7 separate regions of the Mus musculus genome follow, and regions 2, 3, 4, 5, 6 and 7 are each linked to region 1. A link is a contact called in public HiCAR-type and HiChIP or PLAC-seq data. All regions are on one chromosome and are shown on one strand. Each heading gives the region's core, a stretch centred on a gene start, on an enhancer-like site or on the middle of the called end of the contact. The rest is flanking DNA. Distances are from core to core; before and after follow the strand shown. Region 1 holds the start of Samd5 (sterile alpha motif domain containing 5). Region 2 overlaps Sash1 (SAM and SH3 domain containing 1). Region 3 overlaps Sash1 (SAM and SH3 domain containing 1). Region 4 overlaps Sash1 (SAM and SH3 domain containing 1). Region 5 holds the start of Sash1 (SAM and SH3 domain containing 1). Region 6 has its middle 25 kb from the start of Sash1. Region 7 has its middle 50 kb from the start of Sash1.

Region 1 (3,550 bases), core at 270-2,769:
CACAGAGCGGCCATGAGAACGTGTAGCCTGCTCTCACGTGTGAGGATTGCTTTCTAGGTACTGAAATGTCACCTCTTCCTGGCCTTCCTTACACATGTGCCTTGGAGTTTTGAAAAGAATCTATCTTCCTTTCATCTGAATCACTAGTGATACCACAGACCCCAGATGACCCGTTTGCTCAGCATCCCATTACCCGGAATCCTTAAGCTTTAGGAGCCTCCTGTGAATAGGCACAAGTTTTGTGTTTAGCACGCCCCCCCCCCCCACCACCACCACACACACATAGGTTCCTGTTAATGGGACACTTCTCCATAGCATGGAATTGAGAACAGCAGGCCCTGAATTCCCCTACTCCTTTGGCAATAGTCACCCACTCCTCTTGGAAGTTTCTCAAAACTCAGAAGAAAAAAGTAAAGAAAAAGAGGAAGGTTGAAAATAAGGCAGATGTGACCCATCTTTTTTTTTTTTTTCACTCTTCCAAGCCAGACACTACTAGAGGCATTAGGATTTCCCAGAGGCATTAGGATTTCCCGGTGGCCACCAAAAGCAAGCACCCATTGCTCAGAACCTGACAATCGAGCCCATATGCTAGGGTGCTGTTAAGAGTTGTCTACATGCAAAATATGAGTGAGCAGCTATTATTAGAGACGCCAGCACAGAAGGAATAGATAGATAACGCAGAAAACGGGAGAACCAGACACCCCGAACACCCTGGTTTCTCAATTGTCACCTAGACTGACTGCTGAGCCGCTGCAGAAGCTCCAGGCCTGGTTCCCTCCCGCCATGCCCAAGGTCGCCCTGGCGGGGCCTCCTTACCTTGCGTGAGTATGGGGGTTTGCTCAGGTGGATGCCATCGCGGACCAGCTTATCCCGGATCATGATCTTCAGCTTCAGCTTAGGGTAGCTCACCAGCTCCCTGCTGCAGGGAGCGCCCGGCTGGCCACGGGGGTCCCCGCGAGTGCCCTGGGCTGAGCTGCCACATGGCTCCCCCCGGCGGCCTGGGGGCACCGCTTCTACCAGCGGTGCCGGTGGCACGGGCTGCGGTTCAAGGGTGAAGTAGAGGCCGGCAGCGGCCGCATCCTGTTCCCGCAGCCGGTGCACAGCCTCTAGGATGCGCCGGCGGTGCGCGGGAGCCAGCACCCCGATGGCGTCCAGGTCCGGGTCTCCGATCTGCTTGCACACTTCCAGGTCATCGTAGCCATTATCCACGAAGGACTCAGCGTACTGTGGGAGCTGTAACGCTTTCAGCCACTCGTAAACTATGTTGGTGCACATGGCTGAGACTCGGAACTCGCCAGCGAGTACCCAAGTGACACGGGCGGCACCAGTTCTTGCAACTTTTAATCCTCTCCTGGAAAGGGGTGGGGAGAAGAAACAGCAGGAAAAGTTTCTCCCTTAGTGGTTAGGCTCCGGCCGCAGAGTCAGAGCCATAGAAAGCAGCCGGGGAGGGAGCGAGAGAAAACGAGGAGCGTCTAGCGGCGAAGTGGATTCCCCGAGCAGGCGCGGCGCTCGCGGGCACTGGCGGCTGGGCGAGCGGCTGGGCTCCGCGCCGCCCCTGGATGCGCGGCCACCGCGGGGAGGGGCGCGCAGGCGGGGCCGGGCACACCCCTCGCACCCGCGCGGGTCACCGTCGCGCTGCGCCGCCCAGGAGGTTCCCCAGCTGGGGCAGTCTGGGGAGTGCTCGCTGCATGTCGCTATCTGGCCGGCTCCGTGGACGTCTGCAACCGGGTCCCACGCCGTGGAGGCGGCTCCGGCGGGCAGACCGGTGGATGATGGCGAGCGCCTGGTCTGTGCGCTTGTCAGTCACTGTCGTTCCCGGGGTCACGGTGACCCGGTGGCTATTAAGCTTCCGGACTCCGGTGGCTGCCCTGGATATCTTTCGACATTTCTTTTGAATCCGACTTCTCCAAACCCCTAGATTTTTTTTTCTTCGCTCAGTTCCCAAGCCAGTGGGTACTCTCGCCTGGGTGTCCAAGGGGAGGACCCGGTCACTGGTCCTGAGAGAAGCTGTTGAGTCCAGTGTCCCTTCTCCTTTCCCGATGCACGTAGAATGTCCTTTCAAAGGAGCGGGTTGCTAAGGCTCCACAGGCACGGTGTGTCTGGCTCTGTGGTGCTGCGCTCTGTGCCCCAAGCAGCTGCGTTTTGGCAGCAGGGTGGGAGCGACGTGGGGACTGTCCAGCCTGATGGGCGCGAGGCCCCTCCTCGCTATAACTAGTCACACCGGGTGGGTGTCGGGAGGGGCACGACTGCTCCCGATTGCCTCTCCCTCCAAGGCCATCTGACCTGCGAAAGTTTGGGGTGGGTTGTTACTTTCTCCTCCTCGGTCAGCGCATCCCTACCTGATCGGCATCCCTCCCCACCCCCACCTTCCTTCCAGCCACACAAGCACACCGCGTTGTGTCAGACCCCCTCAATCTCTCCCTGCCTTTTTGCTTTCTATTCACTTCGCGTTACAGCTCTTCTGCCCCAGGTGGCTCCCTGCCCAGGGACAAGAGAGGTTTTCTGCCTCCGAGACAGGGACCACAGCCGACTCCCCCTTCTCTGCCCCAGGGTCGCGTGTTAATTGATACACCACCACATACACCACCACGCAGCTGTGTTAAAGAGAACACTAGGGCATCTAGCACTTCTGCCTAGATGGGAGTAACAAAATTAACCGAGATTCCCTCCTGGTGCCCATGGCCCAGCTTTGAATGGAGGCGGGGGAGTGGGGAGGAGAAGGGCGACCCCCCGGAGTTCCTAGGCCTCTTTTCACTTCGTCTGATCTTTGGGGAAGCAGTTAGAACCTTAAGAAACCTTGCAGGCAGCAACAATTTCCTTTTCACAAAAGTAACACTCAGCTTCACTCTAGAGCCAGACCTGGCCAATACCCTTCCTGAAAGAGTCCTTCTGGGGCCCTACCTGTCTCTAGGCACAACACTAATGATGGCACTGCCCATCCGTGGCTTTAGAGTCGTTCCCCGTGGCTCCAGGACCGTTGGCTGTGGGTAAGGGACTCTCTGTGCCACGTTTCCACTAAATTAGTGAAGCTTAAACCCCTCTTGGGACAGACACTGAGAATCAAACTAACTCTCTCTCTCTCTCTCTCTCTCTCTCTCTCTCTCTCTCTCTCTCTCTCTCTCTCCTTTATGGTCTGTAAAATACCTGATATGGGTGAACCCAAAATGCGTCCCGTATTTCTACAATAGCTGGGGCCTATATGCTGAGTCCCAAGCTCCTGGATCCAAACGTCTCATACTGAAAAATAGCTACCAGGAAGAACCTTCTGTTTGGGAAGAAGAAAGACTACAACGCGGGTAGTCACGGAGCCGTGTCTGCCCGCAGTCCTAGATCACCCGCGTTTCCGTGTTCAGAGACTAGATTATGGTTCTGATCCTGGAGCAAGGCTCTGGGTTACCCCGGACCCTCCCTACCTAGCACGGATTGTAACTTGCCCTCCGTCCCTTGCCAAAGCAAGCTCACAGTGCCCTCTTGTGTCCAAGTGCTGGAATTTTAAGGCGTTGCCCAAGTCCCAAACTTGTTTTGTTCGGCTGAAGGAAGAAGAGGGCTT
Region 2 (3,550 bases), core at 328-2,827, 930 kb before region 1:
GCATGCATTTATATGCCACAGTGAAGGGCTTGAAGAACGGACTAGTTTTCAGAAGCAGCAGCTAGACTCTTTCCAGGTTGTATGCTAAGATATCGGAGACAGGTTCCTTCCCATCGCTCAGTAGAGGGCTAGAAAGCCTGGAGCATTGAGTGGAGGAAGCTCTCATGTCTCCCGCGAGCACCAGCTCTTAAAGGAGCAGACTCCTTCCAGAGGAAAAATGGATTTAAAAAAGCAATGAAAAAAATCTTTGAGCTCTGGTGATCTACATTAATGAAGCACAAGGAAAAATTATTGTTTTCGTTCATTCATGGCTGTACAGATAATTATAAAATCGTTCTCTGGCTGATGCTTAGGATGAGGAGAGCGAGCCAATGGGATGATCATGCACTGACAACATGTTGGGAGTGAGACTGAATTCCAAAGGGACAAGATTCCAAGGTGTCATGCAAGTCTGTGTTCCGAAACAAAAAAACCAAAAAACCAAAAAAAAACAAAAACCAAAAAACAAACAAACAAACAAAACCCAAAAAACTTGAATGAATAAAAATTAAAAGCAAGACACGTGACTGTTTCCACTGAATTTAAAGCGTTATCATTTCCCTGAGGTTTGGTCAAGCAAGTATGGCATCTCTAAAGAACAAAAAAGATCAAGTTTGAAAATTAAAGCAAACTGTGCACTTTAGGGTAAAGTGAAGAAAGACAACGGGAACAGAAGGGAGCATTTTACGTGAGAGAAGAAAGAAGTTAGAGAGTGTAGCCCAGTGGTAGAGCTCTTACTTAAACATGCATGAGGCTGTGGGTTCAAGCCCAGTAAGAAATAAGACAGCCAATCAAAAATGCCCATCACTTTCTACTCTTAAGACATTGACTTTAGCCTATGTTATCCAAGTAATGAGGAAATTATTTTTTTTTCTAATTATACAACTGTATTCACAAGAGTGGCTATGCACAGATTTCTAATTTGGGTATTAAAAGTGCCCAGTACTGTCTTCAGCTCTTAGCATCTTAAAAGCCTCCAGCTCACCATGCCATCGTTACTGAGTGGTGCTGATGTTTGAAAGCCAGCTGGCAGATGATGAACCTGGCTCAACTCTGACACCAAGCCCAGTGTTTTATAAAAGATATGAAGGTTAGAGCACACCAGAGACTGAATGAATGGGTGACGAAGAAAATTCTGATATTAAAACAAAACAAAACAAAACAAACCAGAAAAATCAAAACACTGTTGCCAGGATACAGAAAGAGACAGAAACAAAGTTTTCTCAACAGATCGGTAGCATTAAAAAAAAAAGTGTTATAAGGCTCATAAGGATGGGAAAAGGCAGAAAGTAAAATCTAGGACGGAAGTCAACACACATGGGAATTATTTTCAAAACCCGAAAGCGAGGAAAGACCCACAGATCCTCTGAGAACCAGGGGAGGTCACTTGAAGGATGGCGGTGGCCAATCCGTCTTCGATTTCACAAAAGCAGAACTCAGTTGCTTGAATTTAAATTACAGTTATACAGTTCTGGACAAGAGCATCCTATTCATGAGTGTGCAGGAACCCTGGGAAAAGGGACCCTGGAAGCCCATTCTTCTCCACAGGTTCTTTCAGATCGTTCAAAGGGGCTCTGCGCCAGCGGCCCCGGGAGGATTAAGCAAGGTGCCAGAGCGCAGCACTGCCAGCTCCGCCTCACTCAGTCCCCTTTTACATGGGCCATTGTGCAGACTCGGAGTTAGGTGGGAATCCAGGGGGAATATCTATACTTTCAAGTTCAAACTAAGTCACTCTCTGAAAGGAAAAGCTAAACTAGGCTTCCCTGATCCTTCAATATGAAAACTGAAAAACAAAAATTCATGAAACGAGCAATCGTGTAAGTAAGCCCTTTTCTTTGCTGTGCACAAGAATCTGAGTGGCAGCTGTGGAGGGCATTACTACATGCCAAGTCCTGTATTTTAAAAAGTAAAAATATTGAACTGGTTTAATTAAAATAAAAAGGCTTTAAGTGATTCTCCTCCTCCCCCCCCCCCCCCCCCCGGCCTCTCTTAGATGTAAGAACTTTCTGGCTAGCTCTACTATTAAAGAAATGTACTTAAGGATGGTGATGGCAGACTGTCTATCAGTTCATTCCTATTGTTTTCATTAATGGAAAAAAGCAGGCATCTCTTCCAGGGTTCAATGTCCTTCTGATTCGAATCAGCTTCTTTGGGGTCAAGTGACAAGATGGCCAGATATAAAGACAGCCACTTCTAGAAGTTACCCCGCACCCTGGAAGATCAACTTCAAGGTTTAGTTCCAGTTAAGAATATCATTGGCCAGAGGGCAGACAGAAATAAGAAAAATGCACCGCTATAGAAAGATGAAGGGCGAGAAATCGGAGGGTGACAGGAATGGACCCCGAAGTGGTGAGTTAGTTGAAGGAAGGCAGCTTTGTGAGAAGAGAGGCCATAACACTTGACTACACATCATGGAAATGACAAGGCCTTCCTCATGACCATCCTGGCGACTCACAGACTTCTGGTGGATTCTCAAGAGAACCCTTTTAGTACAGCGGTCCACCGTGGCAGCCCACTTCCTCTTTGCCTCCTCATCCTCCTCCAGCAAGCACCGCCTCAGGTCCTGCTTCTCCACCTTGCTCAGCGTCCTGTCCGAGGCAGGACGCACGAGCTGGGTCAGGTTCAGGTGGCTGTAGAGGCTCCGCTCCACCACGTAGGTGATATTGAACTCGCTGACTGAGGTGCGCCCTCGGCCCCTCCTGCCAGCGAAGCCGCAGCCACTGCCACCCTTGGGCTTGGGCCGTGGCAGCAGGTCACAGGTGCTGCCATTTACTCCTTTTCTGGAGGGACGCTGGCAGAGAAAAGTTCTGGAACAGGAGTAATTAGTATCCGTTTTCTTCAAGCGGATTTGCTTACGGATACTCTGAACCTCCTCCAAGGACACCAGAAAGTGGTGCCTGCGCCGATGGTTGTCATAGAAGAAAACACCATCGGTACTTACCCCGTGACTCAAAGACCCAAGACCTTTCTTCATTTCCCCCTCTGTGAGGGAGCGGGACACTTTCTGGGCCTTCTCTTCTTCTGGATAGGAGAAGAATGTCCCCATCTTCTTAGGGGGCTTAATCAGGCCCCGACTCTCTCCTTTGCTGAAGGTTTTGACCAACTTCCGGCCAGCTCCCCACGTATCCAGGCTGCTGGATGATGGAGATGGGGTGAGAGAGTCTGCATCATCTTCTGGAGGTTTCTCAGGAGAGCCATCATAGAAAAATGGCTTTTTGTGCACTCCAGAGTAGAGTGCAGATCTTTCATCTTGGACTGGGGAATTCTCAAATACATGTTCCTCTCCACCTGGAAGGGAACCAACACGAGGTCTCCTGTGAGTGACTGTCCCATACACCTTTGTCTATATCTGTAAAACACGTCATCACTCTCATGGTCAATGGTAATGTTCTCCCTGTTTGCCCTATGATCTGAACTTCTTCATAAACATGACTTGCAGGTCAATGCACACGAAACAATGAAGGTAATCAAACTACATTGTATTGTTTCAAGAAAGCTTAACATTACACAT
Region 3 (3,550 bases), core at 636-3,135, 910 kb before region 1:
CCATCATTACCAGTGCCACAATTTTTTTTTTCTACTTGGATAAATAAAACTTCTATCTATCTTGATGCTACATAGGTATTTATTGACTGGAATGAGTGAATGAATGAATGAATGAATGAATGAGGGAATGAGTGAACACACTGATTGAAGGCACTCAGAAAAACATGAAGTATCAACATGACTAGGAAGCATCCTCTAAACTTACAAAGTCACAGGACAGAAAGCACAGTGAGGAAAAGCTCGTGGGAGGCCCTGAAGCATGATGGTTAAAACAGGTCAGGTATGATGGCCTCAGCCTGGGATGGAGAAAAGATCTGCACATGGGACCTCGCACCTTAGCTATGGAAACTGAAATGTGTATTAGTGGCTGGTTAACACTAGTTATGGGTTTCAGGGCACATCCATGTCCATACATGATCTAGAGGTTAGTCTTGTGATGGTCCCAAAGCCATAATTCCTTGTCCACTCTGACCTCAGATGCTTGCCTATCTAGTTGGATAAAGCAGAGTTCAGCTGATGTCACTGTATCAACAGCATGTGACACCAATCAACGGCAGCTTCTGTCCCCCCTTCTCTGAGCTGGATTTCATCATCTCTCCACCATATCCGGTCTCCTTCCATGGTCCAGCAGTGATGTATTCAGGATCCCTCCCTACCTTAGGGCTACATTCTGGCTCTGCCTGGATACACTCAAAATTTTCCCAACACTTGAGGACTGAGCCATGTCCGGTCATGGCAGGGACCTTTGGGTCACTGTTATCATGGTAATCTTTATGTTTACAAAGAGAAAAATATTAGTCTCGCTGAGTTCGTAGCAATCCTGTTCAACTTAAATCTTACAGCTACATAAGACATGAAGCATACTGTGCCTGACATCCTACTCTATTACAAAGAAGTCAGGCAAGGAGACCCATCTGTTTAGTAAGAAATATTTTACTCATTAGAGAGTGACATCATTGCCCTCTGAAATTAGGAGAATTTTGTCAGCAGATGGGGGAAAAATAAGATTCCATTCTCCTCCCAAAGGTACTGGGCCACACTGAAATAATCACTTTGGCAGCTTCCAAATTATCTAGTTGTCGCCAAACTTGAGGAAAGGGGAAGAGGAGGAGGAGAAGGAGAAAGAGGAGGAGGAAGCAATGGAAGAAGAGAAGATAATTATAGGAGACTTTTATTTGGAAAAAGTATATGGGAATTTGAAGTAACATTACTATCCCCTGGAGAAAAAGGACTGTCAGCACTTAATTCATTTTAAAAACTTTAAAAATTAATAGGCGGCCCAATGGAACGCAAGTATGTGTCACCTTCTACAGTGTACTTGCTCTATTCTGTTTCCTAAACTCAAGAACATGGAATTGCTTTTAACCACCCTCAAAACAATGTGCTATCTTCTTTTTCCCAAAGGAGGAGGGGAAAAAAAAAAAAACAGATCCCAACAGTCCTACCACCAAACCTAGGGCGACTCTGAGCCCAAGAAGCCAACCCACTCCAAAGCTACAAGCTCCCTGGAAGCAGAGAAAATGTTTTTCCTTCTTCCCCTGGGGGTGGGAAGGATGGAGGAAGGCGACTGACTTCCCCTCCATAGGTAAAGCCTTGGGTGACTTTTCTGCATGTTGTCATCCCATTCAGGGGTCAGGGGGACCGGCTGTTGATATGAAGTAGCTGATGGTCACAGTGAAAGGACCAAGAATGACTAGGGAGCCAGCAGCAATAGGAGACCTCCCTTGTGAGAGCCTGGGAGGTGCACCCAACGCACGTCAATGACGTGAGACACCCTGCAGATTCTAGCAAACTCTCCCGACCCCTGGCCCCGCACATCCCCAAGAGCCCCAGGCTCTCAAGCAGCCCCATGCCAATGGAGACGGCTGACTCAGAACAGCACTGCCAAGTGGGGCAATCACACATGAACTGGAAAGTCCAGTGTTCATTCCCGAAGTCTCTAAGTCTCCTCAGAGACTGGGTGTGTTGCAAAGTCACATTGCTTTGGCATCTCAGGCTACTGACTCATGGTTCAGGCACAGTGACTTCTCAGGACAGGGCTGTCTAACAACTTAGTCTAGGCACACGACAATGCAGAAATACAGAGAGCCCAAGGAATCTAGTAAGCACAGAAGGAGGCTATAGAGACCCACCTATGCCACCAGGCCCGCAGGTGAGCCCATGCCATTCCTAAAGTCACAATCTGTATATCTATTTGGTTTTGTCTATAGAATTAATAAGAAGATGCAAGTTCTAAGCTAAAGGATCCAGGCTGAATGCCTATCTTTAAAAAGATAGATAGATAGATAGATAGATAGATAGATAGATAGATAGATAGATAGATAGATAATTAGCTCTGAGGAGGTTGTTTATCATCAGTGAATTAGCAAAACCATCAGGATACGATTGCTGAACACTGAACCACTGGATGGCCTTCTCAGAGAGATCAGAAAAATGATCAGCCTCCTCTGCCAAAAAAGTGTTAGAGCCCAGCAAAATACACTTCCCCATCAACAAGTAAAGAAAGGCTCGTGCATTAACACTTAGAAACTGCATGGCCAAGGCAAGAGACGAATCATCAAAGTTCCCTCCCACTTAAAAACAAACCAGACGAGCAAACAGCAGAGACTTCTGGATTCTGAAAAGAAACTGTTCCTGCCTCTATTTTTCATGACTCAGGAACAGTGGATATGGAACTGGGAATCGGTGAGTGACAGCTGATCAGCTGATCACAGAGCTGCCTAATCAATATTAAGCCTCTGGAACTCACTAGAATGGTAGACTTGAATAAAGACAGGGTGGCTCTGCTGGCATGAACCAACGGGTGTGAGTTGTGACAGAGCTGGGGTGGGGAGGAGTCCAGTACCAGGATGCCTCTGGAGACCACATTCTGTCACTTATGGGGCTGTCCAGTCGGAGACAGCATTGGCCACACAACTGGACTACACAAGAGAGACCTCAGCTGAATCTTGGAAGAACTGGGACGGGGCAGGGAGAGCTACTGTTACACAAACGTAACACTCCTGACATCAGCTCCAGTACAAAATGTGACTAGAGTCACCCCAGTGCGATCAGGTTGGGAAAACATGTATGATGGCTAATTAAAATCCAAGATGTGACAAGTAGAGGGGGGGAAAGTGGGTAGCAAAAGGGAACACACGAACTTTGGAAAAATGGAAGCAAGTTTTTGATCTTATATCTTCACTAGGGAAAAAATATACATGCATGCGTGCACGCGCGCACACACACACACACACACACACACACACACACATGAGCCATATGGAAATTGCAGTTGCTTCACTGTGTGAACTAGTTTAAGGGGCTGGAGTAAATGCACTTACTTCTCCTGAAGAGAACTCAGGTTTAGTTCCCAGCACCCACGCAGCAGCTTGCAACTGTCTGTACTTCTAATTTCATGGGCTCTGAGGCCCTCTGCTGGCCTCCCTGGGTACCAGGCACACACAGGGCACAGACTTTCGCGCAGACAAGCACTTGAACACATACATTTAAAAAAATTTTTTTTAAATAATGTAAGTCATGAATTTAATTAAATGAAACCTCAAAGATG
Region 4 (3,550 bases), core at 424-2,923, 810 kb before region 1:
CTCCTCTCGGCCAGTTATTGGTTAATGGTCTATGGTAAGATGTAGCACCTCTCCCTAGTATCTAAAATGGTAGTGGTGTTACTAACCAATGGACAGGATTAAGTAAAACGCATGTAGCATACATCTATAGTAGTAGGGCAGCTGGTACCCAGGAAATATTCATGACGTCATCCTCCTTTATTAACAGGAAGGCAAAAGCCACCCCACATCCACCCCTATTATTCGAAAGAACCGGGTCATACCACATGGTCACTCACAGGACTCCAATTTAATATACACAGAGACACCTAGAGAGTCGGGAAGGATCTGGAACATGGCCTCATCTGAACGATGAGTAATGGGAGCTGGAAGGCAAGGTGTTGACATTCTAAGTGTTAATAATGCTCAACATACTGAGGGCTATAAATGTTCATGTAAGCCAAAGGTTATTGTTTCTTTCTGCTTGTTTGTCTTTTCCTTTCTGTTCTCTGTTTGGGGAGCAGGGTGTCCCTGTATATAGCCCTGGCTAGCCTAGACTCTCAAGTGTTCTATGTGACCATAGGCTAGTCTTGAGTTCTTCTTCTTCTGACTATGGTAATCATGACCAGCTGGATTTGTTGTTATTTTGTTTTGTTTACCTTGCTGTTATGGTTTTCCTTTTGCCCTTTTGTTGTTTTGAGTCAAATCTCACTCCATAACCCTGGCTGGCCTGGAGCTCACTATGTAGACTAGGCTGTGTTTGAACCCACAAAAACCTACCTGTCTCTGCCTTCTGGGTGCGGGCAGTAATGGTATGCACCACCACTCCTGGCCCAAAGCTGATTTTTTTTTTTTTTTCAAGACAGGGCTTCTCTGTGTAGCCCTGGCTGTCCTGGAACTCACTCTGTAGACCAGGCTGGCCTTGAACTCAGAAATCCGCCTGCCTCTGCCTCCCGAGTGCTGGGATTAAAGACCTGCGCCACCATGCCCGGCTCCAAAGCTAATTCTTAAAGCAAAAAGATTAAATGGAAGTTTCTTTAATGTAATATGGTTAATTAAGGCCATTAAGGGCTTGCCATCTTCTGGGGTCCCAATATTCCACCATCATGACTTAAATAGCTGGTGTGGTAGCACATGCCTTTAATCCTAGCACTCAGAAAGCACAGGCAAGAAGAGTTAGAGACCAGCCTGGTCTACATAATGAGTTAGTTTCAGGGCAGTCCTTGCCTACACAGAGAATCCCTGTTTCAAAAAACCAAAAACAGAAAAGAAAAAAACTAGAAAAGAAAAAGAAAAAAGAAAACACCAGAAGCTTGTCTGCCTGACTCCTTGATATTCCACTCACATCAGACAGGCAGAAACAGGAAAGCACAGCTGGAAAGCCTCAGGTCCAGGTGTGGAAAGAAAACAAACAAATTGCAATGTTGGAGCCACAGAAACACGAAGACTCCTGGGGCAATGAGCAAACAGGCAGGTCCCATGCCGAGGGCAAAGGAGAAACGTCTTATTCTTATTACTGACAACTGTTTTTGAGCCCTTCTTTCAATAGACATCAACTCTGGGACGTCTCTCAAAAGTCAAGATGACGATAATTTGCCCAGGCTCCTGGAAAAGACCCCAAGGACCCCAAGCAACATTTTCTCACACACCTCCCGCCACCCCCAGCCCCAGGCTCCTTTGTGGCTAGCTTCTGGAACCAAACCAGTCACGTGACAGCTCCACTGTGGTAAGAATCTCATTTTCAACTCAAGTTCATGCACAGGTTATAGATGGGAGGAGTGACGGTTTCACCTCAAACAACTCTCTGACCCCTAAGGTACGGGAAACTGGGAGTAGGGAGCCTCTGTTTCACAAAACGGCTCTTGCATATGAGCGTGCCTGTTCCAACAGCTGTCTGTCCATCGACCCATACAACTGTGTGAACGCACCACCCCGGAGGAGCAGACAGTCAGACTTGCTTTGCGGTTTCTTGAGAGCTGAAAGTTCTCTGCTCACTCCATTATTTCTCTTCTGGATGCTCTCAGTTTTCATCCTAAAAGACATTTGCTTTTGCCAAAATATATAATGTAGAAGTGCTCTGACAGACACCGGACGCATGTGGGTTGGTTCTTATCCTCAAACTTAAAACATCTGAGAAGCTGAGAGCGGAGAGGGCTCGATTCCTACCCAGTTCTGCTCTGTAAACGGGATGTTCCTCTTAACACCTGCAGCAGCAGGCAGTAAATGTACGCCTGTCTTTCCAGATGCAGATGGAGGGAAGAGAAATGTCCATTTTTCTCAAGTAGCCCATGAGCTGGTGGGTTACTAAAGAACGCCACTGGATTCCGTGTGTGACATCTAATGTTCTGGAATCTACTGCCCATGGTAGGGGGGGCGGCAAACTGATCTAACAAAGCATGAACATTTCTACCAGCGCATCAATCAGAGCCTGGGGAGCAAGTCTTTACTCAGGCATCCCCAGCTGCTCGTTCACACATTTGGGTCTGCAAGGATGCAATCTCATATGGGAAATAAACTAGTTAGGACATGTCCACATTTTCCTTTTGCCCAGACTACTTGCCTCTTCTGAATGGCCTTATAAAAAGACCGGGGGGGGGGGGGGGGGTGAGGAGAGGATCAGTTTCACTTTCTTCTTTTTGATGTGGATAGAACAAATAATGCTTATTTTAATTGACTACGCTGTTGGGAGGAAAGCCTACTGTGAAAATTAAATGTGCTATCAAAATCTATTGGGGTTTCGGGGAGGGAGGTTGTTGTTGGGTTTGAGGGGGGGTCGTCTTCGGTTTTCTTTTTTTGTTTTTCTTTTTTTAAAGGAAAGTCTGATTCTGTCATGACAGTTTCCCTGATTCACAAACACGGCAGCGGTTCAATGACTCATTTTATACCTGGTAATCGAAGTTTAGGCTCCCTTGTTGTGAATACAGTGGTTGGAAAGTCCTACCAGAACCTAACAGCCCATGACCCACTGACCCACTGAGCAGACTTCTTTCTTAAGTTCCTGCTTCATTCTGAGTAAGGGCCACAGTCTCGGTGACATAGCAAAGTAAAAGGCAACACAGGGCTGGCGAGATGGCTCAGCACTTAAGAGCCTAGGCTCACATCTGTCTGTAATTCCATCTCCTGGGGATCTGGCCTCTTCTAGCCTTTGCTAGATACTCAAATGGTACCCAGACACACATACATGCACAACACCCGTAGACATAAAGAATGAAAACTTATATAATAATAAAATTAAAAGAGATGACACACTGGTCAAGCCCCTGCCTGGCTCGCTTCATCCCTCTCCGGTCCCAGTCATCCTTCAACACGAGATGGATGCCTGCTTGAGAAATGCCCCTGTCTCTGCCTGCTCTGCTTTTCCTACTTACTTGCCCTCACCTGCAGACATCCTTCAGCTCTTCTGAGCCTCAGGACTGAGTAAGTCGCTCAGTTGATAGAGTGCTTGCCTAGTAGCCACAAAGCTCCGGGTTCAACATCAGCTCTGCATAAGCCAGATATCATCAGACCACACACCTTAGTGTCAGGGAGGAGGAAACAAGAGAGTATGGCATTCCAATTCAGCCTGGGCTATATGATGTCTGGCCTCCCAATA
Region 5 (3,550 bases), core at 513-3,012, 790 kb before region 1:
TGTCTTTTATTATGTATTTGAAAGCACAGACAGAAATCTTTAACCCAGGAAAATGAGATACACTGAACTTCAAGATGTCCAAAAAGATGAGACATAGGCTCTATTTGCAAGAAAAAATATATACAGAGCTGTATTCATTGACCATCTACCATTCATCTGGCAATATGCTGAGTGCATCATACACATGGACATAGTGCCTCTCATAAAACCCAAGACACATGTCTTCCTGTTTTTCAAGTGAATTGGAGAGTCAGGAGTGAATGACCTTGATATGGTAATTGTAGACAGACAACTGGGGAGCAGGGATTTGAACCAGGCTAACTAACTTCAAAGCCCAAGACTTTAACCACTATGGAGAAAACTAAACACTGTATCGTGCCCAAAGAGGCACTGCTAAAACCCTGGGGAGCAGGGATTTGAACCAGACTAACTCGCTCCAAAGCCCAAGACCTTAACCACTATGAAGAAAACTATATCGTTCCTAAAGAGACACGGCTAACACCAGAGACACGGCTAACACCCTATCCATCCAAGGTAAAATTTCATCCTCAGTAGAACTACTTTCCAGAACTAAGATAAATCCATAGGCAGTTTTAACCACTGGCCAGTTCAAAACCTCTTTTGGGGGGGTTTGGTTGGTTGGTTGGTTTTGGTTTTTGGGTTTTTTTGTTTGTTTGTTTTGTTTTGTTTTGTTTTTGATTTTGGGTTTTTTTTGTTGTTGTTTTTGTTTTGTTTTTGTTTTTGGGGGATTGTTTTGTTTTGTTTTCGAGACAGATTTTCTCTGTGTAGTCCTGGCTGTCCTGGAACTCACTCTGTAGACCAGGCTGGCCTCGAACTCAGAAATTCGACTGCCTCTGCCACCCAGGTGCTGGAATTAAAGGCGTGCGCCACCACGCCCGGCAGTTCAAAACCCCTTATCAGCACAGATTCAGCAATATATGCCTTATTGTTCTCAGCGCCAAACATATAAAACAAATATCCTGTAATTCTACAAACTAGAAGAGCTGAGGGCAGAGCAAGTAAACACCGTGGTAGTTCTGCACAAGGAAACGGTTGTTTTCCTCTCATGGGCACAGGACAAGCCCTGTGCGGATAAACATCAATACCGAGAGGCCATGAGGAGTCCACTCGCCAAATATTTACAAGTAGTATTTACATCTACTCTTTCTGGCTTTTTCCACGCCAACTTTTCTAAGCAGGTGTCCCTAATTACAGTCGATTGTTCAAGAGGTGTCTCTGATGTGACCCGACAAGTAGGGGTTTTTTTTTTTTGTTTGGTTGGTTTGGTTTGGTTTGGTTTTTCTAAATTACAGTTTCAACCCCTATATAGAGAATACAGCGGAAAGAAGAAGGGTGACCAATAGGTGGGCGAGGGGTGAGCCCCGCTTCCCCCGCCTGCCTCCCCAGGTAGCTCACCAGGATGCCCATCACGTCGGTCCAGAGGCGGGAGATTGACTCGGAGACACCGGCCTCGGGCTCCAGCTCCCGGGCGGGATCCACCTCCGGCTCAGGCTCCGGCGCCGGGCTAGCAGCTCCCGCGTCCTCCTCCATGGCCGCGTCCCCGTGCGTCCGCGTCCGGGTCCCCGCGCTGCCCACCGCTCGCAGCAGCGCGTCGGCCGACGGGGCGCAAGTTCCCCGCCCGCGGCGTCACCGGGCCGCGCCCCCGCGTCGCATGCCCCAGGCTCCGCTGGGTACGAGCACCACTGCCAGGACTGGCACCTCGATCCCGGGCGACCGCGATTGACAACTCCAGAAACTTTTCCTAGCCCGGCCCCGCGCAGCAACAGGGTAGCTGGAGCAGAGTCCACAACACTGGCTGCGGCGGGGAGTTCACGGGACCAGGGAGACAAGAGCCACACCGCACGGGTGCTGCGTCCTGCTTCGGGGACCGGCTCCGGGTGGCACACCACTCGCCTCTACTGGAGAGTTTGTGCAGGGCTGGGCAGGGGACAGTGACGCCTGTGGACCCGGGCTAATTAGTCCTGGACCCCTCTCTTTAGAATGAGCTCTTCCAACTCCACATGACTCCCTCCCCTCCAGGCTCAAGAAAGCGTTTAGCAACAAAAGGTGCTCTGATGTCAGGCGCTTTGCATGGAAATGAGCCTCAGCCTGGCCAACAAATCGCCTTTTGAAAGCGCCACCGCGCCACGGGCCCGGGGCCCTGCACAAGTCCCCAATCGCGCCATTCACCCGCGCCTTCCGCCACTGAAACTGCAGAAAGTTAATCTTTAAGCCGCTCGCTGAGTTCGAGTTTAAGAGGAGTCCGTATGGTGACAACCCCTGGAATTACAGTCCTGTCTGTCAGGCTTCTTGGAAAACAAAGTGTGACAAAGCTCGCCTGGTCACGAGCCATTGTTTGGGTCGTAAGTCCGGGCGTTTCGGCTCCCGAGTGGCCGCAGTGCTGTGCACTTCTAGGGTTTTCGGATACTTAAATGAGACCCTCTCTGAGCTGTAAGGGTGTGTTTTGTTTTGTTTTGTTTTGTTTTGTTTTGTTTTGTTTTGTTTTGTTTTGTTTTACGTGGAAGAAACAGGCAAGGGGTATGTTCAAAATAAAAGTTAATTTTATGGCCGCTAAGCCCATGCACAGTTCAGGCCTCGATATGTTAATCAAGTGAAAATGCCAGAGGGAAATATCCCTGAAGAGGTCCTTTTTCCCTCTTCTCCCCCTCCTCCTCCTTTTAAAAACCAATCAAAAAATTTTTTCTAAGAGATGACAGTGCCTATCCTATTTGATTTTGTGGCTGCTCACTTTGTGAAACTAAAGAAACCCACGGAATCTGCCCCTTATTAAGGAGGTGGAGTGGAGAGGGGATGAAGTGAGGGTCCCCCGGATAGAACAATTACTTCTGAAGTGTCTTCATCTCTTTCTCAGCTTTCATACATTGAGAACAGCAGTCTAAGTAATGGGTGAATAGCTCTCACCCACAATGTCAAAACGTAAAAAGAAGTAAAACCCTAGCATAGCAGTATGGGCCTATAAGGCTGGGAAGTAGAGACATCGGGATTTTCGTGGCTTTAGTGGCTGCCATTCCAGACAGCTGGTAAGCTCCAGGTTCATGGAGAGATTGATCATGTCTCAAAAAATAAGGTGGTGTATGGTAGAGAAAGACACCTGACATCACTCTGCCGTCCACAGGTATGTGTATAAGTGAATGTACACACACAAGATTTTACCACCCCTTCTCAAACTTTTTTGGTTGGGAGGGTAGTGTGTGTGTGTGTGTGTGTGTGTGTGTGTGTGTGTGTGTGTGGTGTAGTGTAGTAACTGAAGAAGAGCCCTAGAGTCTGAATCAGTGGAGCCAGGCCAGAAGTTTCTCTGGGCTAATGCAGTTCCAGATGTTGGGATTCAGGGCTGGGAGGAGTGAACTAGGTGCCCATTTAACATTTCAAAGTGGACCTGGCCTCTAGATTTTTCCAGAATCCCTCAGTCCCCTTTGCCTGGCCCTAGCCTACCAGACCTGGGCTTCCCCTCCCCCAGGGGCTCTTCCCTATATAATCAGACATTTTGTTTTCTCTCCTTCCTCCGTCCTTCCCTCCCTCCGTCTATTTC
Region 6 (3,550 bases), core at 528-3,027, 760 kb before region 1:
TCTGGTCCTCCTGCCTCTGCCTTTCAAGTGCTGGGATTAACGGCATGCACCACTATGCCTGGTTATGTGGAGTACTGCAGGTCAAACCTAGAGCATGGTATGTGCTAGGCAGTCACCCCACTAACTGAGCTAGGTCCCCGGTCTCTTTTACTGTGTTCCAAACTCTTGCACAGACTTTTCTGCATCCCACAAGGCATGGTGTCTCAGATACAGTTGCTCCCACTAAAAGTCCCTGACTTGTCTGTGCAAAAAGAGGATGGTGCTTGTAAATGTGGAGTGGGGCATGCACCTCTATTGCAGTTCACCTCCATACCTTAAGCCTTAATAAAGGAACTAGCCTTTCCATTAAAAAAAAAAGTTGGCAGCAAGTCTCAATCTCAGTCTATTAATGGCATGGAGGTAACTGCGTTTCCTATAGCCACATCCTTCTATTGTATCCATATCTTGGCTGCCCTAAGAGATGATCATTTGCTGGTCTGTTCTGACAGTGGACAGGTCAGCTTGGAGCAACCTGAGGCTAGAAGCCATTGTGAGACCAGGCTGACCTCAAACTCACTCTTCCTGCCGTCATTTCTCAAATTCTGGGGCTACAGATGTCTGCCATCATGCCCAGCATTTAAAACAATATCTTTCACTCTTTGCTTGTTTGCTTGTTTTTCAAGACAGGGTCTCTCTGTGCAGCCTTAGTTGTCCTGGAACTCACTGTGTTGACCAGGCTGGCCTCCGACTGCTTCTGCCTCCCCTCACCAGAGACTAAAGGTTTGAGCCACCACTGGCTAGCCTAAAACAATACTTTTAATTCAGATAAATGCCATTAAGTTTTATGCTTATATACAACATATATACATACATACATACATACAATGTATGTGCGTAGATAAAGGAAACATGTGTGATACAGCAGAGAAAGAGAGGTAAGACAGAGGGAGATAGTGTTTGTAAAACACCAGAAGACAGATCCAGATAAGGCAAAGGAAAGAGACAACAGAAAGTATTGTGTTTATTCTATGTCCTGCTTGTTCCCGCAGCAAATCTCCGAGAGCCCAAGCTGTCTCTCTTCCATATTTTCTGTCCTAATATTCAGAACTCATTTTGGAACCAGCCTTCTCTTTCTACACCCAAATCATCAGATTAGCTGAGTTATTTCAGGGTAAAATTAAGTAAAATATGTTTGTTGTATAAATATCAATGGATAACCCATTAAACCACGAGCCAAGCGATCCGATTGACTCATTCCAACCAACCAAGCGATTTGCTTTCCAGTAAAACAGAGCCAACTTAAATCGACTAAGAGGCTGGGCAAAATTTTAATAACCTAATTCACCAGGCAGCTGCCATTAGCCACACCAGGGAGGTGACAGGTCGTTCTGGTAGGGCCACATTCTCCGTGCAAACCATATATCACCTTGTGAAGCCTGTAAGCAACAAGGGGTGGAAGCCATACAATGGGAGGCACGGAGCGTGGGGCGGCTGCAGAAGCTGGCTCGTAAATATCCTGTTCCAGGAGGATTTGGCAGCTCATTATACTGTAAGCTCTTCTAGGGCAGGATTCTCGCATCTTCTCTCCAGTTGCCTATGAAGGTGGTGTTATGAATGTGGAAAGTGGTCAGTTTTATGGAGGCATGGAAAGATGACTAAAAAGAAGTTTTTTGGTTTTTTTTTTTTCCCCACGTGTGTTTAAAAATACCAAGATCGGGTCATCTGACCTAGGTCTAGTTGAACACATTGTACAAAGCAATTCTCTAAGGAGGCTGAACCCCGTGGTTGGAATGCTCTGCTCTCAGACCTTGGGTACTGATGTTTCCAAAAACATGGGGAGCTGATGACTCTGCTAACACCCAGTGAGCCCAGTGCGATTTCTCCCTTTTGTACAGTAACGCCGAAGCAGTCGGGAAGGAGCCTGGCAGTTAGGATACAAAGCCTCCTTCCTGTGGTAATGTTCATTATTCAGGCACTGTAAAGACCCCAGATAGAGCACACTCCAGGGCTTTCTCTCAGGTCCTTGCCCAGTGTTTTTCAGACTTTGACCCCGTCACAGTGCCCTGAGGGGCTCCAGAGGGTCTGATCCAGGTAAAGTGGCCCAAGTCCGAAGATGACTCGTTCTAGCAGGTTCTTAGGAGACTGTTGCTGGTTTAGGAACTGTGCCCACCAGGACAGCTGCTGTTCAGATCCTTCTTCTACTTTTGTTTCTTTAAACATAACACAGCACTGGATTTCAGAATGCAGCGATCACTGGATGGCTCCGTTGTATAAGGAAACAACTTAAGTGAAGCCAAGGACTTTTGTGGAGGTCGGATTCTTGGCAACCTCGACTAGTTTACACACACTCAGAATTAAGATGAAAAGGCCCGCAAGTTAGGATGAAGCTACTAAAAGTATACTATTCATCAGGGGCAGCATCAGAAAGCCCACTCAGGTCTGTGTATAAAAGGATCAAACACACAGGGAACAGCTTACAAGCATCGACTGCAACACAGTGACAAAAGAAATTTGAATTACCAGAGAGGATTCTGCATCATTGAGTTTGACCTGATAGTAGTTGTGGAGTTATTGCTACATTACTAACAAAACACAATAATTGATTTTTAAAATACCGAGGCCATTCTTTTGATTTATCTATTTAATTTTTTATCTGTTTATTTACTTATAGGAGAGGATCCTAGATATCCACAGTTGGTCTCCAGGTCACTATGTAGGTGAGTATGACCTCAAACATCTGCCTCTTCTGCTTCACGTTCCCAAGTGCTGGGGTTAAAGCATCACAGTTGGCTTTGCACAGCACCAACCCAGGGCTTGTATGTGCTAGGCAAGCACTCTACCGACTGAGCTACAGCCCAGCCCTACCCTACTGAAGACACTCTTTTCTTAGGTTTTTGTTTGTTTGTTTGTTTGTTTTGAGACAGGGTTTCTCTGTATAGCTCTGGCTATCCTGGAATTCACTCTGTAGACCAGGCTGGCCTCGAACTCAGAAATCTGCCTGCCTCTGCCTCCCAAGTGCTGGGATTAAAGGCGTGCACCATCACTGCCTGGTTCTCTAAATTTTTAAAAGTAAGTTAAGTTAAATTTGATTATGTTTATTTGTGTGTGTGTGTGTGTACGCTTGTGTGTGTGTTGTCTGTGGTCAAGTATGTGCCACAGCCTACAGGTGAATGGCAGAGGGCAGCTTTGTGGAGTTAGTTCTCTTGTTTACATGGGTTCCAGTGATGGAACTCACTCTTGCCCTTGCTTCAGTTTCTGGACGGAGGCATCCTATTGGCCCTACTGAAGCTTGTTCTTATACAACTTCCTCCTGCTACATCTAAATTTCAAGTAAAGGAAATAGCAACTGGTCACTAAAGACCTCTCTGTGAACTCGATAGAGGATTCTGGGTGCTGTATTTTTCAGTCTCTTCCTCAGGGGGAAGTGAGAAAGCTAACCCTGACTCAATTCAGATTAAGCCTGCCTGCGATTTTAGGGAGTGGAGACTATAAAACTGTAAAGAACTGGCTTCCTGACTCAGTTAACGGAAGGGCTATAAATAGGAAGGGGCATTTCCCTATCTCAGCAAGG
Region 7 (3,550 bases), core at 560-3,059, 740 kb before region 1:
AAGCACCTCATTGGCTCAGTGTGAAATCTGAATAGACACACATGCTCTAAGCAGGCAGTGTTCTTGCTCATCTGTGTATACTGGTGCAATGTGATGACCACAGGTTTCCCTTGTGACCATGTGTGTGTGAGTGTTCATGCAGACACGTGCACACGCACACAAACACACACATGCACACTCACCACCCTGCCACTCCGCCCACCTTCTGCCCAGCTAGAGCTCTGTGGAAGGAAGGCATGTGGCAGGAGTCGGTGGCAGCTGTCTCAGAACCCAGGTGGCTTCAGGGTGAGCATCACAGCTGCTGCGGGGAATGGGGGGTGGGGATGGGAGTGTGGGGTGAGGAGGTGGGGGGAGTGGGTGAGGAAGATGGCCTTGACCTCCAGTTACCTCTGTCCACTCAGCCATTCAAAAGGAAAGTAACTACTCTAAGGACCCATGATGTCTCAGGACAAGGAGGCCAGCAAGCTTGGTGGCAAGCAAGTGGCAATCTTGCTGGAGAGGACTGGGAGGCAGTGGGGAATCTCTTCAGGCATCCCTGGGATACGGGTCTTTGAAGGGTCCCTACCCTTAGCCTTCTTTAGCAGAGAAAGAGGCTCAGAACCTGAAGTTGTAACAGCGACAAGTGAGGCTAGGACAAAGGGCCAGGCTTGAGCTGGACTTTGGAGAAGGGATACCACATTGGGTGGGGTCTCTTTATACAGCTCTGGCTGTCTTTGAACTCCCTATGTGGCCTTGAATTCACAGATTCACCTGTCTCAGCTTCCTGATTGCCATCCATCAAGTCACGTAGGGGTCTTATCTCAAATTTCACTGAACACATATGCAAATATGTGATCTTATCAGGATGGTGGTCAAAGTGCTTCATAAGCTTCTCCCCACATCAAGTCAGACAGCACCCAGTGTTTCATCCCCTCCTGTCTCCACACATCTGCCTACCCCTCCGCTGACAACCATTCTTAACTCTTTCAGTTGTTTTTTGTTTATTTTTTATTCTGGCATTTTCTCATTTTTAAAGCATGAGCTTATTTTTGCTATTTCTTTGTCTCCCTATGGGGAACATATAGGTATTATCTACTGACCTGAAAAATAATTGCCTTTAGTTTTGGTTCAAGAACCAGGCAATGACCAGGTGGTGGTGGCACATGCCTTTAATTCCGGCACTTGAGACTGAGGCAGGTGGATTGATCTCTGTGAAGTTAGCCTGCTCTATGGGTTGAGTTCCAGGACAGCCAGGGCTACACAAAGAGAAACCCTGCCTCAGAGAACAACCAGCCCATAATTCATTCTATAAGATAGAACTGAACATTCCTATGCATTGGATTCCTAAACCGTAAGCTGTTTATTTCTTCTCAGTACTGCAGATTGGAACTCGGAGCCTCACACGCGCATGCCAGGCAAGCTCCCTGCTGCTTAGGTGTGTCCCCAAACTTCTTTTGACCTTTTCAGGCAGGGTCTTACTAAGTGGTCCAGGTTGGTTTTGGGCTCCCTCCATAATCTAGGCAAGCCCAGCCTGTCTGTCAAGTCGCAAGGACCGCAGGTCTGCTGCACTGGGCCCAGCTTACAAGTGATAGTTAATCATCCATCTTGCTCTCCCCGTCATTTTCCTTCTTCTCTTCTCACTGTATTATGTCAATACTGTTGACAGGCAGAAGCTGCAGGCGGGACTTGAACGGCACACTGTCTACTCATAAAGATGTCTAGGCTGAGTTAAGGTCTGAGGACTTCTGGGAGGGAAGGGCCTGGGACAGCTTTAGACTGCAGTGAGATTCTGAGGAATTCAGTCAGTCTCAAGGGAGATTCAAAACAGAGCCACGTGATGTTCTGGGTGGGACCAGCTAGCTGCTCAGTTCTTTTCTTGCTATGCTCAGATAGTGTTGTTTTCTGTGAGGACAGCAGGGGACTGACTCAGTGTGACCCACTCCTTAGTCAAGCCAGCCTCAAGAGTTTCTCAACCTGTAGGTCCTGAACCCTTTGGGGGTTCACATATCAGATATCCTGCATATTACAATTGATAACAGTATCACAATTACAGATATGAAGCGAAATTACAGATATGAAATAATTTTATGGTTGGGGTCACCACAATATGAGGAACTGTATTAAGCATCAGGAACACTGCGAACCACTGCTTTAAAGGCAGGTGAGAGCAGTGTGCCTTTATGGCTGTCAGGTTTATATTTATATATTTTTATAACTTTAGGATCTGTTCTTATCAAGGGCTTTACCTTCGTATATGCTATAACCAGATTTTATACTGTTATATTTCTTGGAGTTTCCTTTTGTATTTAGAAATTTGTGTGTGTATGTGTGATGCCCCCCTCAATTGCTCTCCACTTTCCTTCATTTATTTTTGAATATTCTTTTCTTCATCTGTATCTCCTTCAATTTCTTTCATCAGTGTCTTGCTTCTCCATTTTTTTTTTGGACAGGATTTCACATTAAACCCTAAATTTAACTGGGAGTCCAAAGATTGGACTGGCTGGCCAGCGAGCCCCATGCACTTCCTGTCTCTGGCTCCTCAGTTCTGGGATTACACCCACACACTGTCACTGTTCCAACTGGTTTCTTTCCCCATGAGTGCTGGAGATCCAGTTTAGGCCTGCACACTAGCAAGGCAAGCATGTCGCACACTGAACCACGCTTCTGAGGAAGCACACCTCACGATTCCCTGAGGACTTTCCTTCTAATTTGCTTGCTGTTGGGTTTGAAGTGCTGGGATTGAGTTTAGAGCCTCAGATGTGGGGACAAATGCTCTACCACTGAGCCACATCCCTAGTCTTCTCTCATAATCTTATTGGACAGGGTCTTCCAGAAATTTCCAGGAGGAGATTAATGTTGTTGGTCTACTGAGGAAAGGTCTCAGACATCACCTGTCCTTATAATCCTGAGGTCAATGCCTCCTGGTGTCTCATCTTCTTGATGGAAAGGACTGTTTGGTTTCATGTTGCTGTGTGTTATTCTCTCTCTCTCTCTCTCTCTCTCTCTCTCTCTCTCTCTCTCTCTCTCTCTCTCTCTCCCTTTCTCCCTCCCTCCCTTCCTCCCTCTTCCTCCATTCCCTCCATTCCTTCCTTCCTCACTGTTTTTAGAACCTCCTTCTTCCTCTTTTTTGAAATTCCACAGTGATGTGTGGGTTTTTTGTTTGTTTTGTTTTTTGTTTCCTTGTTAGATGCTGGCAGTTAATTTAATAATAATGATGATAATAATAATAATACCCCTTGCAACAAAGAGGACACCTTCCATCTCCTGGGTTGCTGGTGGGCAGGGAAGGGCAGGCTGTGTAAAAACTGTCTGACTACTTGCTTCCTCCTTGGCTGCCTGAGGGTTGGCTGCCTTCTTGACACAGTAACTAGTCAGACCTTGAAGTTTATGACCTCCTGACTCCTTCAAAGAAAACAAAAGCTACCTGTCTCTGGTCCCAGGAATACAATAGTATCTAAGAAACAAGCAAACAAACAAACAAACAAATAAACACACAAACAACCCAAGGAAACCCCCAAAACAAAATCAGGCAAGTTAGATAAGACCATATTGGATACCATCTTTGAATTTG

Evidence for each region. HiCAR-type assays count read pairs that join an accessible place to other places. HiChIP or PLAC-seq counts read pairs in DNA pulled down with a chosen protein or histone mark.
Region 2: an H3K4me3 HiChIP or PLAC-seq map of forebrain shows a contact between it and region 1, with 9 times the contacts expected there. The contact joins the enhancer-like site here to the promoter of Samd5 in region 1. A contact is called at or near these places in 11 of 39 promoter capture datasets (the 3T3-L1 cell line, 3T3-L1-derived adipocytes, the C10 cell line and 8 more), 1 of 15 datasets of contacts at CTCF or cohesin (embryonic stem cells), 37 of 484 Hi-C or Micro-C datasets (the C2C12 cell line, the N1E-115 cell line, adipose-derived mesenchymal stem cells and 19 more), 13 of 115 datasets of contacts at active chromatin or transcription factors (astrocytes, craniofacial prominence, differentiating embryonic stem cells and 10 more) and 1 of 9 other capture datasets (embryonic stem cells).
Region 3: a contact with region 1 is called in an H3K27ac HiChIP or PLAC-seq map of embryonic fibroblasts, with 8 times the contacts expected there. The contact joins the enhancer-like site here to the promoter of Samd5 in region 1. A contact is called at or near these places in 11 of 39 promoter capture datasets (the 3T3-L1 cell line, 3T3-L1-derived adipocytes, the C10 cell line and 7 more), 2 of 484 Hi-C or Micro-C datasets (both in uterus), 13 of 115 datasets of contacts at active chromatin or transcription factors (craniofacial prominence, differentiating embryonic stem cells, embryonic basal ganglia and 10 more) and 1 of 9 other capture datasets (embryonic stem cells).
Region 4: a contact with region 1 is called in an H3K4me3 HiChIP or PLAC-seq map of embryonic forebrain, with 9 times the contacts expected there. The contact joins the enhancer-like site here to the promoter of Samd5 in region 1. A contact is called at or near these places in 5 of 39 promoter capture datasets (cranial neural crest, embryonic stem cells, frontonasal cranial neural crest and 2 more) and 5 of 115 datasets of contacts at active chromatin or transcription factors (craniofacial prominence, embryonic basal ganglia, embryonic forebrain and 2 more).
Region 5: a contact with region 1 is called in a HiCAR-type map of astrocytes, with 5 times the contacts expected there. The contact joins the promoter of Sash1 here to the promoter of Samd5 in region 1. A contact is called at or near these places in 5 of 39 promoter capture datasets (cranial neural crest, embryonic stem cells, hippocampal neurons and 2 more), 7 of 484 Hi-C or Micro-C datasets (the N1E-115 cell line, cardiomyocytes, embryonic limb bud and 3 more) and 17 of 115 datasets of contacts at active chromatin or transcription factors (SST interneurons, astrocytes, cardiomyocytes and 9 more).
Region 6: a contact with region 1 is called in an H3K4me3 HiChIP or PLAC-seq map of embryonic limb bud, with 5 times the contacts expected there. The contact joins the enhancer-like site here to the promoter of Samd5 in region 1. A contact is called at or near these places in 7 of 39 promoter capture datasets (the 3T3-L1 cell line, cranial neural crest, embryonic stem cells and 2 more), 5 of 484 Hi-C or Micro-C datasets (the N1E-115 cell line, embryonic stem cells and uterus), 13 of 115 datasets of contacts at active chromatin or transcription factors (craniofacial prominence, embryonic basal ganglia, embryonic forebrain and 9 more) and 1 of 9 other capture datasets (embryonic stem cells).
Region 7: an H3K4me3 HiChIP or PLAC-seq map of stem cell-derived neural progenitor cells shows a contact between it and region 1, with 14 read pairs. The contact joins the enhancer-like site here to the promoter of Samd5 in region 1. A contact is called at or near these places in 4 of 39 promoter capture datasets (the 3T3-L1 cell line, cranial neural crest, embryonic stem cells and 1 more), 3 of 484 Hi-C or Micro-C datasets (cerebral cortex, embryonic fibroblasts and palatal mesenchyme) and 6 of 115 datasets of contacts at active chromatin or transcription factors (embryonic basal ganglia, embryonic forebrain, embryonic midbrain and 3 more).

Annotation. Positions count from the first base shown.
Region 1 is chr10:9,673,689-9,677,238 of GRCm38.p6, forward strand. It overlaps Samd5 (sterile alpha motif domain containing 5), which reads right to left and starts at 1,520. Exons shown (of 2, transcript NM_177271.3): 1 at 817-1,520. The coding sequence starts at 1,275.
Region 2 is chr10:8,748,159-8,751,708 of GRCm38.p6, forward strand. Sash1 (SAM and SH3 domain containing 1) reads right to left here. Exons shown (of 20, transcript NM_175155.4): 10 at 2,981-3,327. Among named protein-coding and RNA genes, the nearest start is that of Gm25410, 74 kb to the right of the region's middle. Within about 2 kb of position 1,578, at least 18 of the 459 cell types and tissues checked have an H3K27ac peak or open chromatin away from gene starts, as enhancers often do. A contact at or near this core is called in cerebral cortex, forebrain and stem cell-derived neurons, where this site is marked.
Region 3 is chr10:8,766,941-8,770,490 of GRCm38.p6, forward strand. The region is part of intron 8 of Sash1 (SAM and SH3 domain containing 1); the gene reads right to left. Among named protein-coding and RNA genes, the nearest start is that of Gm25410, 55 kb to the right of the region's middle. Within about 2 kb of position 1,886, at least 58 of the 459 cell types and tissues checked have an H3K27ac peak or open chromatin away from gene starts, as enhancers often do. A contact at or near this core is called in embryonic fibroblasts and uterus, where this site is marked.
Region 4 is chr10:8,859,183-8,862,732 of GRCm38.p6, forward strand. All of the region lies in intron 1 of Sash1 (SAM and SH3 domain containing 1), which reads right to left. Among named protein-coding and RNA genes, the nearest start is that of Sash1, 25 kb to the right of the region's middle. Within about 2 kb of position 1,674, at least 10 of the 459 cell types and tissues checked have an H3K27ac peak or open chromatin away from gene starts, as enhancers often do.
Region 5 is chr10:8,884,308-8,887,857 of GRCm38.p6, forward strand. Sash1 (SAM and SH3 domain containing 1) reads right to left here and starts at 1,763. Exons shown (of 20, transcript NM_175155.4): 1 at 1,417-1,763. The coding sequence starts at 1,551.
Region 6 is chr10:8,908,999-8,912,548 of GRCm38.p6, forward strand. It overlaps a transcript of Sash1 not described here. Among named protein-coding and RNA genes, the nearest start is that of Sash1, 25 kb to the left of the region's middle. Within about 2 kb of position 1,778, at least 14 of the 459 cell types and tissues checked have an H3K27ac peak or open chromatin away from gene starts, as enhancers often do. A contact at or near this core is called in embryonic limb bud and uterus, where this site is marked.
Region 7 is chr10:8,934,007-8,937,556 of GRCm38.p6, forward strand. It overlaps a transcript of Sash1 not described here. Among named protein-coding and RNA genes, the nearest start is that of Sash1, 50 kb to the left of the region's middle. Within about 2 kb of position 1,810, at least 49 of the 459 cell types and tissues checked have an H3K27ac peak or open chromatin away from gene starts, as enhancers often do.